2 separate regions of the Sus scrofa genome follow, and region 1 is linked to region 2. Evidence: chromatin contacts called from public HiChIP or PLAC-seq data. All regions are on one chromosome and are shown on one strand. The core of a region is the stretch at or near the end of the contact, and the rest is flanking DNA. Distances in the headings are between cores, read along the strand shown. Region 1 has its middle 170 kb from the start of FBXO11. Region 2 has its middle 74 kb from the start of FOXN2.

What was found. HiChIP or PLAC-seq counts read pairs in DNA pulled down with a chosen protein or histone mark.
Region 1: a contact with region 2 is called in an H3K27ac HiChIP or PLAC-seq map of alveolar macrophages. The contact joins two enhancer-like sites. A contact is called at or near these places in 5 of 47 Hi-C or Micro-C datasets (embryonic fibroblasts, fetal skeletal muscle, liver and 2 more) and 2 of 2 datasets of contacts at active chromatin or transcription factors (alveolar macrophages and skeletal muscle).

The regions. Positions count from the first base shown.
Region 1 is chr3:92,521,696-92,527,811 of Sscrofa11.1, reverse strand. No RefSeq gene overlaps it. Among named protein-coding and RNA genes, the nearest start is that of FBXO11, 170 kb to the left of the region's middle. Within about 2 kb of position 2,326, at least 59 of the 83 cell types and tissues checked have an H3K27ac peak or open chromatin away from gene starts, as enhancers often do. A contact at or near this core is called in alveolar macrophages, where this site is marked.
Region 2 is chr3:92,408,598-92,413,992 of Sscrofa11.1, reverse strand. No RefSeq gene overlaps it. Among named protein-coding and RNA genes, the nearest start is that of FOXN2, 74 kb to the right of the region's middle. Within about 2 kb of position 3,707, at least 1 of the 83 cell types and tissues checked has an H3K27ac peak or open chromatin away from gene starts, as enhancers often do. A contact at or near this core is called in alveolar macrophages, where this site is marked.

The DNA of each region.
Region 1 (6,116 bases), core at 1,077-3,576, 120 kb before region 2:
AGCAGGGCTGGCCCTGCAGGAGTCCAGTCTATAGACATAGTAAATGTTGGGTGCACACACAGGACCCATTTCTTACTGACTGGGAATGTTTTGTCACTCTGCATTATTTTTAACCTATTTCTTATTTACCTATCACACTCCTCAGTCTTGTTATCTTACCTGAAGGAATCCAGAAGGAGAAGGTAGCTTCATATTTGAGTGCACAAAAGCTGCAAACTTATGTTCCTTTTGCTCTCCCTCTAGCTATGTGACTATGAGCAGGTTATAAGAGCTTTTTTGAACTTCAGTTTCCTCACCTTTTACAGGAATTATGCTTCGAAGGGTTGCTGATAGGAATAATGAATAAGTGCCTTGCTTATTATAAGGCTATCATGAATAGCTATTTGTTCATACAATTTATAAATACATTCCTTTCGAGTGAATAAATGAGTTGAATGAATACAGGGGAAGGTTGGAAAGCCTGGTCCTCCCCCAACCAGCAAACAAGCCACTTAGCTTCTTTAAAAAAAAATGTACATTTAGAAATTTATTATTTTGGGTGAGAGCTGGTTAAATAGAGAACACTTAAGTTTGTATGGGAAGGTTCCAAAGACAAACTTCCTTAACTTTGTAGCTTTGCTGGGGGCTAGGCCAACTGGGCAACTAAAGATAGGACAAGCCTCTCAATCTCTCCTTTGCCTCAACCCTGACCCAGCTCAGAACTGAAGCCCAAGGCTTTCCACTGGAGACTTCCATAATGACAGGATGTTTTTCTTTTTGGGGGGGTGGGTAGGAAGAGGGGAGCACATAATGTGACTACTTTCTTTCTATGAGCAGAGCATACAGCAAAATAAGTTATTTATTTTGTGGTTGCTTTTAGAGAGAAAAAAAATTACTGAAGAAATGTAATGTTCTGTGGCAATATGAGTGCACCTACCGATAGGACTGAAAACTTTTTTGAAAAGAGAAAACAAAGTCTGAAAGCAAAAAATAATTTTTCTTGTTCTGATAGACTTTAAAAGAAGATGGTGGGTTTTTTATTATCTTTTTTTATTCTTGTTATATCTAATGAATGGGTATTTTCATGATGAACAAATGTCATGAAAACCAGTTTATTCTCCAAATCAAGATACATCTGGTTTACCGATTGTAACATCTGTTTTTTTTTAATGGGTTGTGTTTAACTTGTAAAAATAAAATAAAATGCAATTAACATCACCCATATGCTCAATACAATGAGTAAATGACTTGTAAGTTTTAAAACTTCTAGGACTGGGTTTCTAATGTAATTACAATGGGTTGTAAAAGTGAGTGAAACTAGTTTCCCAAGGTAGGGTGTCTATTCAACATTTACTGGTATCTAAAACACTTTGGAGTAAGGCAGTAATCATCCAGGAAGAAATGACTACTGTTCAGTGACTCATCAATCCATGAATTCAGCACTAATTACAGTGCCTCAGTTTCCCTATTTTATAAAAACGAAGCTGCCACCTGCCTGCTTCTCTGGAGTGTTTGAAAAAAGCCCAAGGAGATAATAGTCCGTGTGTTTTGAAAATACAAAATACATTATAAATGCTAAGTAATAATACAATAATAACAGGGAGTCTTTAATAACAGGGGTCCTTTAATAATACTCATCAAGCATAATAACATTACTAACTAGTAGGAACAAGACTGTCTTCTTAATCATTAGTTTGTATCATGGGAAATTGGTTGGGGTTTGGCACCTCATTCAGGTTGGTTTTGGTGCCTCAGGAGGAAGAAGAGCTCCTTAATAAGGCTGGTCTCTCCAACTAACTGTTGGCTGTCTTTAGGAAGAGGCATGCATGCAATTAGCCGAGGAGGGGGCAGATGCCTCTGAGTTCAACTCCTATGCCCAGGGAACACGATTTAAAAATTTCCATTCCTAGCTGGTCAGGGGAAAGAAGGAAAGGTACTTTGGGGATCCAAGAAAGTTGCCAGCAGGCTAGCCCTAGCCAGTCGCCCAGTGTGGCCACCCAATCCTGCCACAAGATGGCGACAATCCAGCTGGAAACACCTGCCTGAGCTGGCCACGTGGGTTTCCAGACTGGAAGGACTTCCTCCCTCAGACACAAAGAAGGGATCGTTTGGATACTCACAGAGCTGGGATTGCGAACCTTCCTGAGACAAAGTCGGCCAGGGGAAGAAGTAGGCGGCTTCCTTCTCACCCCCGTGAGCTTCAACTTCATGGGGCTGAAAAGCTTGAGGGGAATATGTGCAAAAGCACCCCGAGAAATTCCAGGTTTTAACCCCTCCCTCTGCATAGAGCCCGGATAGACACTTCCTGGACCGGCGACATTCCAGGGATTCCGGCAGGGAGAGCGGGTGCTTCCCCGGGTGGGGTGCGTCCAACCCAGCGGTGCTCTGGTCCTCCCCTGCGTGGGACCGGCTGAGCAAGCCGCTGAGACTGGGGATGGGCTGAACAAATCTCATCCACCCCGCCCCTGGGACCCCAGTGCTTTTAACAGCTTGGAACCTCAGACTTGAGGAGGGCTGGAGAGGGCTGTGCTCCTAAGCTCTAAATCAGGACAGCACCCACAAAGGCGCTCCCTCCTCTTTTCGCACATTTTGCCTGGGAAAAGGTCTACAGGCCTTCCGGGCTTGGGGGAGGGGGTGCTCTTTGTTTTCTTTTCTTTTGTTTCGTTTTGAATACAAGGAACCCACCACACCCACGTTTGTCTCAGTCAGAAGTAAACTTGCTTTGAAACAGAGTTATTAGGAAATACATAGATTCCCACCTCTAAGTCACAGGGTGAAGTTCCAAATGTGGTGTTTGGAACCCTCCTGGGTTGAGCAGAGCCTGGGCCTGGTTAGCCAGGCCTCCATCTTCTAACCCTTGGCCTTACCGTGGCAGCCCAGGGCTGATTCCCTGCTTCTCCAGCCAGGGTCTTTGGCCAGCACTAGGGAGCAGGCAAGGGAAACTCAGAACAGCAGGTGTCAACTGCCCCAGCCTCCCCTCGGTTAGCTACTTATCTGCCCACCCTTCTGGGCTGTGGATTGGGAGTAATAGTAAGAGTGAGCATTGTCTGAACATGTACCACAAATGATTGATTACCATTTCAAAGCCTTACACACTATCATTATCTCCTTTTACCATGGAGAAATCAAAGGCTTAGAGATGAGTAATTTGCCCAAGGCCACACAACTCTTAAATAGTCAAGCAGGGAGCTGAATCCAGATCTACATTTCTCCAAAGCACCAAAGTACCTCCTTAGGTAGCTCTCACTGCACCACTGGGAGACAGCTGGGTCAAGTATAAAGAAAGACATACTTGGTGCTATGATTGTACTTACACACTGTGGGTGGGGTGGGGAAGACCAAGGATATTTTAGACTCCTCTTGCCTTTGAATGTGTGCTGGAGAACTGGGTTAGCTTGGCCTGCCTTCTTTCTTCCCTTCCACAATTGTTTACTGAGTGCATGTTATATACCAAGAACTTGCCTAGGCACTGAAATATTGCAGGGGACAAGGCAGATGACACAGACTATGTGATCTTTTGATCTTTGGTGTGTCCTTTAATGTACTACTTTTTTTTTTTTTTTTTTTTTTTTTTTAAGGGCCACACTCATGACACATGGAGGTTCCCAGGCTAGGGGTCGAATCCAAGCTACAACTCCTAGCCTACACTACAGCCATAGCAACAGAGGATTGGAGCCATGTCTGTGACCTACACCACTTCTCACAGCAACGCAGGATCCTTAACCCACTGATCAAGGCCAGGGATCGAACCTGAATTCTCATGGATACTAGTCAGATTTGATTCTGCTGCGCCACAACAGAAACACCTATGTGCTAGTTTTTAAATTATTGTTTCTCACCCCAACTCATCTTCTACATGTGGCTTTAAAATGCTGAGGCTCAAGAATCTACAAACCATGTTTCTCTTCTGCTGCTGTTCCCTGTTAATAAGCTCTGCTAATAGGGGTGCTGGAGAGAACCTCAAAGCAGAAGAAGGAGGAAGGACACACTTCTTTTTGCTGGCTTGCTATCCCTATCAGCCTCACCCCAGCAACAGTGGAAATTCTGGCCTCCAGGTTCCTTCAGCACCCCAATGCAGTGTCATTATGCCCCTCAACTGTATAAATTATAGGGGGTCAGCCTGGGGGTCCCTTCTCTGATCTAGGTCTTCATAACCCCAGCTCTTTCTTTTCTTTCCCTGGTCCTGGTGTAACAACTGCTTTCTCCAGTTACTATCTTTGTGTTACCTCAATGTTCTCTTTTTTCCCCCGGTCCTCCAGTACCTCTAACCAGTGATGTGCTGGTTAATCCAGGAAAACAAAAAGAAAACTGATTTGAATATGTGTCGATTTTTGTAATGTAAATCATTCACCACATACAGTTTTCACCTACCAACATAGCACCTCTAAACTTCACAAGCTGCTGTGAGCAATTCAAGTACACAAATGCTAGTACCCAAACCCCTACAATAAATTCTCTGTTGAAGGACCTAATGTGCTTTCTATTTTCATGACTGGACCCTGACTCATAACACTTAAGCTTCTAAGAATTGATTTTTTACTATAAAGTAGAACTACTGGAGTTCCTGTCATGGCTCAGTGGAAACAAGTCTGACTAGGAACCATGAGGTTGTGGGTTTAATCCCTGGCCTTGCTCAGTGGGTTAAGGATCTGGCATTGCCATGAACTGTGGTGTAGTTTGCAGATGCAGCTCGGATCTGACGTTGCTGTGGCTCTGGCATAGGCCAGCAGTTGTAGCTCCGATTAGATCCCTAGCCTGGGAATCTCCGTATGCCGCGGGTGGGGCTCTAAAAAGACAAAAGACCAAAAAAATAAAATAAAATAAAATTTAAAAATAAAGTAGAACTACGACCATTTCTTCCATCTAACTCATAGAGTTGTTGGGATGATATGACATAATACAGATAAAAAACTCTGAAAACTACTATTAAAATTTTTTAACTGAAATCAAAGAAGATGTAAAGAAATGGAAAGATATTCCATGTTCCTGGATTGGAAAAATCAATATTGTGAAAATGGCCATACTACCCAAAGCAATCTACAGATTCAATGCAATCCCTATCAAATTACCCATGACATTTTTCACAGAACTAGAACAAACAATCCAAACATTTATATGGAACCACAAAAGACCCAGAATCGCCAAAGCAATCTTGAGAAACAAAAACCAAGCAGGAGGCATAACTCTCCCAGACTTCAAGAAATACTACAAAGCCACAGTCATCAAAACAGTGTGGTACTGGTATCAAAACAGACAGACAGACCAATGGAACAGAACAGAGAATCCGGAAATAAACCCTGACACCTATGGTCAATTAATCTTTGACAAGGGAGGCAAGAACATAAAATGGGAAAAGGAAAGTCTATTCAGCAAGCATTGCTGGGAAACCTGGACAGCTGCATGCAAAGCAATGAAACTAGAACACACCCTCACACCATGCACAAAAATAAACTCAAAATGGCTGAAAGACTTAAATATACGACAGGACACCATCAAACTCCTAGAAGAAAACACAGGCAAAACACTCTCTGACATCAACATCATGAATATTTTCTCAGGTCAGTCTCCCAAAGCAATAGAAATTAGAGCAAAAATAAACCCATGGGACCTCATCGAACTGAAAAGTTTTTGCACAGCAAAGGAAACCCAAAAGAAAACAAAAAGACAACTTACAGAATGGGAGAAAATAGTTTCAAATGAGGCAACTGACAAGGGCTTAATCTCTAGAATATATCAGCAACTTATACAACCCAACAGCAAAAAAACCAATCAATCAATGGAAAAATGGGCAAAAGACCTGAATAGACATTTCTCCAAAGAAGATATACAGATGGTCAGCAAACACATGAAAAAATGCTCAACATCGCTGATTATAAGAGAAATGCAAATCAAAACTACCATGAGATACCACCTCACACCAGTCAGAATGGCCATCATTAATAAATCCACAAATAACAAGTGCTGGAGGGGCTGTGGAGAAAAGGGAACCCTCCTGCACTGTTGGTGGGAATGTCAACTGGTACAGCCACTATGGAGAACAGTGTGGAGATACCTTAGAAGTCTATACATAGAACTTCCATATGACCCCGCAATCCCACTCTTGGGCATCTATCCGGACAAAGCTCTACTTAAAAGAG
Region 2 (5,395 bases), core at 2,458-4,957:
TTTACACAGAGCATGGTATCCTATTGATAAAGTTATAAACAATCAGCATAAAGAATATTACATTATATAATATACATGATTATAATACATACATAATCCTTTTAAGGAATATATATTGATACCATATTACAATATAAAAATAAACCAAAGAAATAATGAATGTATGATTCAAGAAAATTCTTACTTTGGATGTGGAGAGGCATCCTGATACAATGAGGGAGACACATAGATATAGATTATTTTCAAGGAATTAGTTTCATGTTAGATTTATAGGTGTTTAATATTATTTAAAATAAATTAATCAAATAAATACATAAACAATCTGAAGGACAAAATGTATTAGACATAAATTATTGCTCTAAAAATAGGCCTCAAAACTATTTTAGGGATTTAAAAAATACAGCAGAAGATAAAAGCAGATTGATAGAGAGAGTAACACAAAAGAAAATAAATATCTCAGAAGTGAATGCTACATTAGAAACAAACAAAAATAGGGAGAAAGTATAATAAAAGCATGTTAAGACATGAGGGACAGATTAAAAGAACAAAATATTAAAATTTTGTAGAAAAGGTATACAAAGGATTCAACTTCTTGGAAAATAGAGATGTGATAGAAATAATATTTAAAGTTGTAACAGAAAAAAATGTTTCCTGAACTAAAGACTTTAATCTGCAGATTAAAAAAAAAAAAATACACCATAGGGAGTTCTCTTGTGGTGTAGTATATTAAGGATCCTGTGTTGTCACTGCAGTGGCTTGGGTCGCTGCTATGGTGCAGGTTCCAGGGAACTTCCACATGCTACAGGTGTAGCCAAAAACAAAAACAAAAGCAAAAAAAGATACACCATGTATTTGGGAGAAAATTATATAGAAAGATGAATCCAAGGTATATCCAGCAGAACCGCATATGTTCAAGGATAAAGAACTAATCATATAAGAATCCAAGCAGAAAAGACAGGTTATTTACAAGGAGGAAGGAATTAGTTTGATTCCAGACATCTCCACAGTGATATTCAAGTGATTGAAGATAACAGTGCATGACTACACAGTTTGAGGGATTTTTTTTTTTTTTTTTTTTTTTTTTTTTTTTTTTGCTTTTTAAGTCCGCACTTACAACAGTCTGGAAATTCCCTGGCTAGGGGTTGAATCAGAGCTACAGCTGCTGTTCTACACCATAGCCACAGCAATACCAGATCCAAGCTGCATTTGTGACCTACACCACAGCTCACACAAACGTTGGACCCTTAACCCACTGGGTGAGGCAAGGGATTGAACCCATATCCTCATGGATACTAGTCAGGTTCTTAACCCACTGAGTCACAATGAGAATTTTATGAATACACAGTTTCTTTTTTTTGGTCTTTTTGCCTTTTCTAGGGCCGCTCCTGTGGCATATGAAAGTTCCCAGGCTAGGGGTCGAATCAGAGCTGTAGCCTCCAGCCTTCGCCAGAGCCACAGCAATGTGGGATCTGAGCTGCGTCTGTGACCTACACCACAGCTCACAGCAACGCCAGATCTTTAACCCACTGAGCGAGGTCAGGGATCCAACACGCAACCTCATGGTTCCTAGCCGGATTTGTTAACCACTGATCCACAACAGGAACTCCCATGAATACACAGTTTCGAGAGCATGAAAGCATAACTCCAAATTCTATATCCAGGTGTGACAGGCAAAAATTGCTGGTTATTTTTCTATACCCATTTTCTGCCTTCCTAATACCAAGAACCCAGGTTTTAAACTAAACAATTGCCATCAGCTAAAAGACTCTATCTCATAGTCATGTAGTTAAGTTTTATCTAACGAAATGTAAGGAGAAATGTTGTGTACTCCTTGATCCATAGATACAGTCTAGAAGAGAATTAAAAACAAAAACAAAAACAAAAACCTATGATTTCAACCTTAGCGTTTTTCATAACTTTAAAAAAAATTGAGGGAGTTCCCTTCATAACTCAGCTGTTAATGAACCCAACTAGGATCCATGAGGATGCAGGTTCAATCCCTGGCCTCCCTCAGTTCGTGAGCTGTGGTGTAGGTTGAAGATGTGGCTCTGATCCCACGTTGCTATGGCTATGGTGTAGGCGGGCAGCTGTAGCTATGATTCAACCTCTAGCCTGGGAACTTCCATATGCCATGGGTGTGGCCCTAAAAAGCAAAAAAATAAATAAATGTATATATTAAAAAATTTGGGGAGTTCCCGCCATGGCTCAGTGGTTAACGAACCCGACTAGGAACAATGAGGTTGCAGGTTGGATCCCTGGCCTTGGTCAGTGGGTTAAGGATCTGGCGTTGCCGTGAGCTGTGGTGTAGGTTGCAGAGGGGGCTTGGATCCCACGTTGCTGTGGCTGTGGTGTAGGCTGGAGGCTACAGCTCTGATTCGACCCCTAGCCTGGGAACTTTCAAATGCCAAGGGTGCAGCCGTAGAAAAGACAAAAAAAAAAAAATTTAGGAACAAATAACTTTTACAGTGAAGAAACATTGTCTAAAGTTCAGCAGTTCTTACAGTTTCACTTCAGTTTCCTTTAATTCCATTAAAGAACAAAGCTATTATTTTTCTATTTTAAAATAGCATGTAGTATATGATTTCCATTTTTGTCTATCAATCAGTCTCTTTTTCACTTTATCTCTATTTACTATACCTGGTTAAGTTAATATCTGTCTATTATCTCAGATGCATAATGCATGTCTTGAAAGATCTTCAACAAATATTATTTATTATAGGTATAAATGGTGAAATTTCTTAGTTTCTATATTTTAGTAGGGATCATGAATTAATTAACTATATCAACTCCGTAAAAAACAAATTTTAAATTTATTTTTATTTTATTTTTATTTATTACTTTTAGACAATGGAATTCTCCCACTCTCTTCTGAAAAACATTTGTAACTATGCACAAATGAAAATGAATACTTACCCATATGCCAGGCACTAATAGAACTTATATTTCAAGCTTTTGATTTTATTATAATTACAAACAGAGGTAGTAACTATATAGTAATGACTTTGGAATAAAAAGTCAATATCCACACCTCTTGTCATATATCTTCCTGAAGGCAATACCTTATAATTGTACTCTTATTTTTTGTTAAAGAAAATGTATCTTAAAGTAAGCAGAAAATGTTTTTAATCCTCATTTTATAGACGGGCAATAGCATCCAAGGTAACAAACTTAAGCAGTGATAGAGTTGGGATTAGAACTAAAGTGTTCTAATTTTCAGACCAGATGTTCCCACAGAAAGACTGTTATTGTTATTTTGCCCTTGTTGAATACAACTGGTTTTCATGGCAATAAGAAAACCGATGAATACTCAACAGAGCCATTGGTTCAAAGAATTTTCAACTTGCAAGGGACCTTGGAGGTCTTACACGGGCATTTTGCAGAGGGGCTTGGCAATGCTCCTTTCTAGGCCCAAGCTGGAGTAGAACTGATGTGCCTCTGGGCTCCCATTTCAGACCTCACCGTTTTTTTTTTATCTTATCTGATTTACATATTAATGTTTCACATAAGATTCCATTTGAGAAAAAGGCTGTTTTCCACAAATAGATTTAAAACTTTGAGAGTCTATCCTTACAGAAATAGGTGATTTAATATAATCATTGCAAAACAAGGAAGTTTCAAGAACTACCAATCAACTCACAGGAGAATAAGCAATCTTGGACCAAGTTTATTCTGAGACTGTCTGATATCATCTCATTTAGAAGCAGCTGCTTTTCTGAATTCACACTTCTCCTTTTTTCTAAGCCACTAGTTAACTAACCCGAGTGTACAGACTGTACAAATCTTATGTGGTCAAGAAACTGGAGATTTGATGCATGAACAAGAACTGGAGAAAAATTTCAAATGTATGCCCCATAATGTTTCATGGTCTAACTTTGAAAATTGTCTAACAAGTAGCATCTGTCTATAGTTAAAAATGGGGATCCATTTTAAAGATAGCAGGAATGTTCTTTCTGACATACAAATATCACTATGCTTCTGAGGATGATAAAGTCAATCAAATGGAAGATGTAGGTAATTCAATAATTTACATCTATCAAGTGCTTTACAGATAATAATCTGTAAAACAGCATTTGATTCACCAGGAAGGCTTTAGAATGAGACATACTCAGCCTCAAATCCAATTCACTACTTTGTAGCTTGGAAACCTCAGGCTGGCCTACTTGCCCAGCTGACATTTGGTTTTATCATCTGTGAAATGGAACTAATGTGAGGATTGAGTGTAATGACACATACTGACTACCTAACTCTTCCTCAGATAATTTTTTTTCTTTTTTTCTTCTCTAGGGTCACACCCGCGGGATATGGACGTTCCCAGGCTAGAGGTCTAATCGGAGCTGTAGCCACCGGCCTACGCCAGAGCCACAGCAACGCGGGATCTGAGCCGCCTCTGCAACCTACACCACAGCTCCCGGCAACACCGGATCCCTGACCCACTGAGCAAGGCCAGGGATTGAACCCGCAACCTCATGGTTGGATCGTTAACCACTGAGCCATGATGGGAACTCCTTCCTCATGTAATTTTAATTTCTTTTCCTGGAATGTTGACTATAAGTGACATTTTTATTAGCTGGATCCTATTTTAAATATATAGGAATAAAAGCTGTAATATATGATAAATTATTTTTTAATGAAGAATAATTTTGCATGTGTATTATAACCAGTAGTCAATATAATGCAATGAAAAGAGTACTGGGTCAACAATCAGAAGACTGATTCTATCTCCATTCTGCAACTTTTAAGTTGAAATGACCATTTTTACAAGCGACAAATGATTGAATAAATTTGTAGAGCTGGAGTTCATGTCGTGGCTCAGCAGGTTAAGAACCTGGCTGGTATTGATGAGGATGCAAGTCTGATCCCTGGCCTCACTCAGGGAGTTAAGGATCTATCGTTGCTGCAAGCAACAGTGTATGTAGGTCACAGATGCAGCTTGGATCTGATGTTGCTGCAGCTTCAATTTGACCCCTAGCCTGGGAATTTCCATGTGCCACAGATACAGTCCTAAAAAGGAAAAAAAAAAAAAATTGTGGTTCTGGATAAACAATAATCTCTCTAAGATTCAGTTTCCTCGTTAGATGAATTTAGATAACTACATTCATTCATTGATTTAATATTTATCATTTGCCTATCATGTGGTGACATTATTTTAGCTTATGACAATATAGTGAGGAATATGACACTGTCCGTTTCCTTCTGGTACTCTATTCAATAAAGTATACATATAAAAATAAGCAAATAAGCTTACAAATCATATAAATTTTTCAGGTAGGGATAAAATATTCAGTAACTAGGTGACTGCTAAAGTTTTTTCAGCTTAAAAATTGTAAAATACTAGGTAATTGTTGTAATAAATTATATTCTTTTCTTACTGGATTAGTTTAATATATGATATATC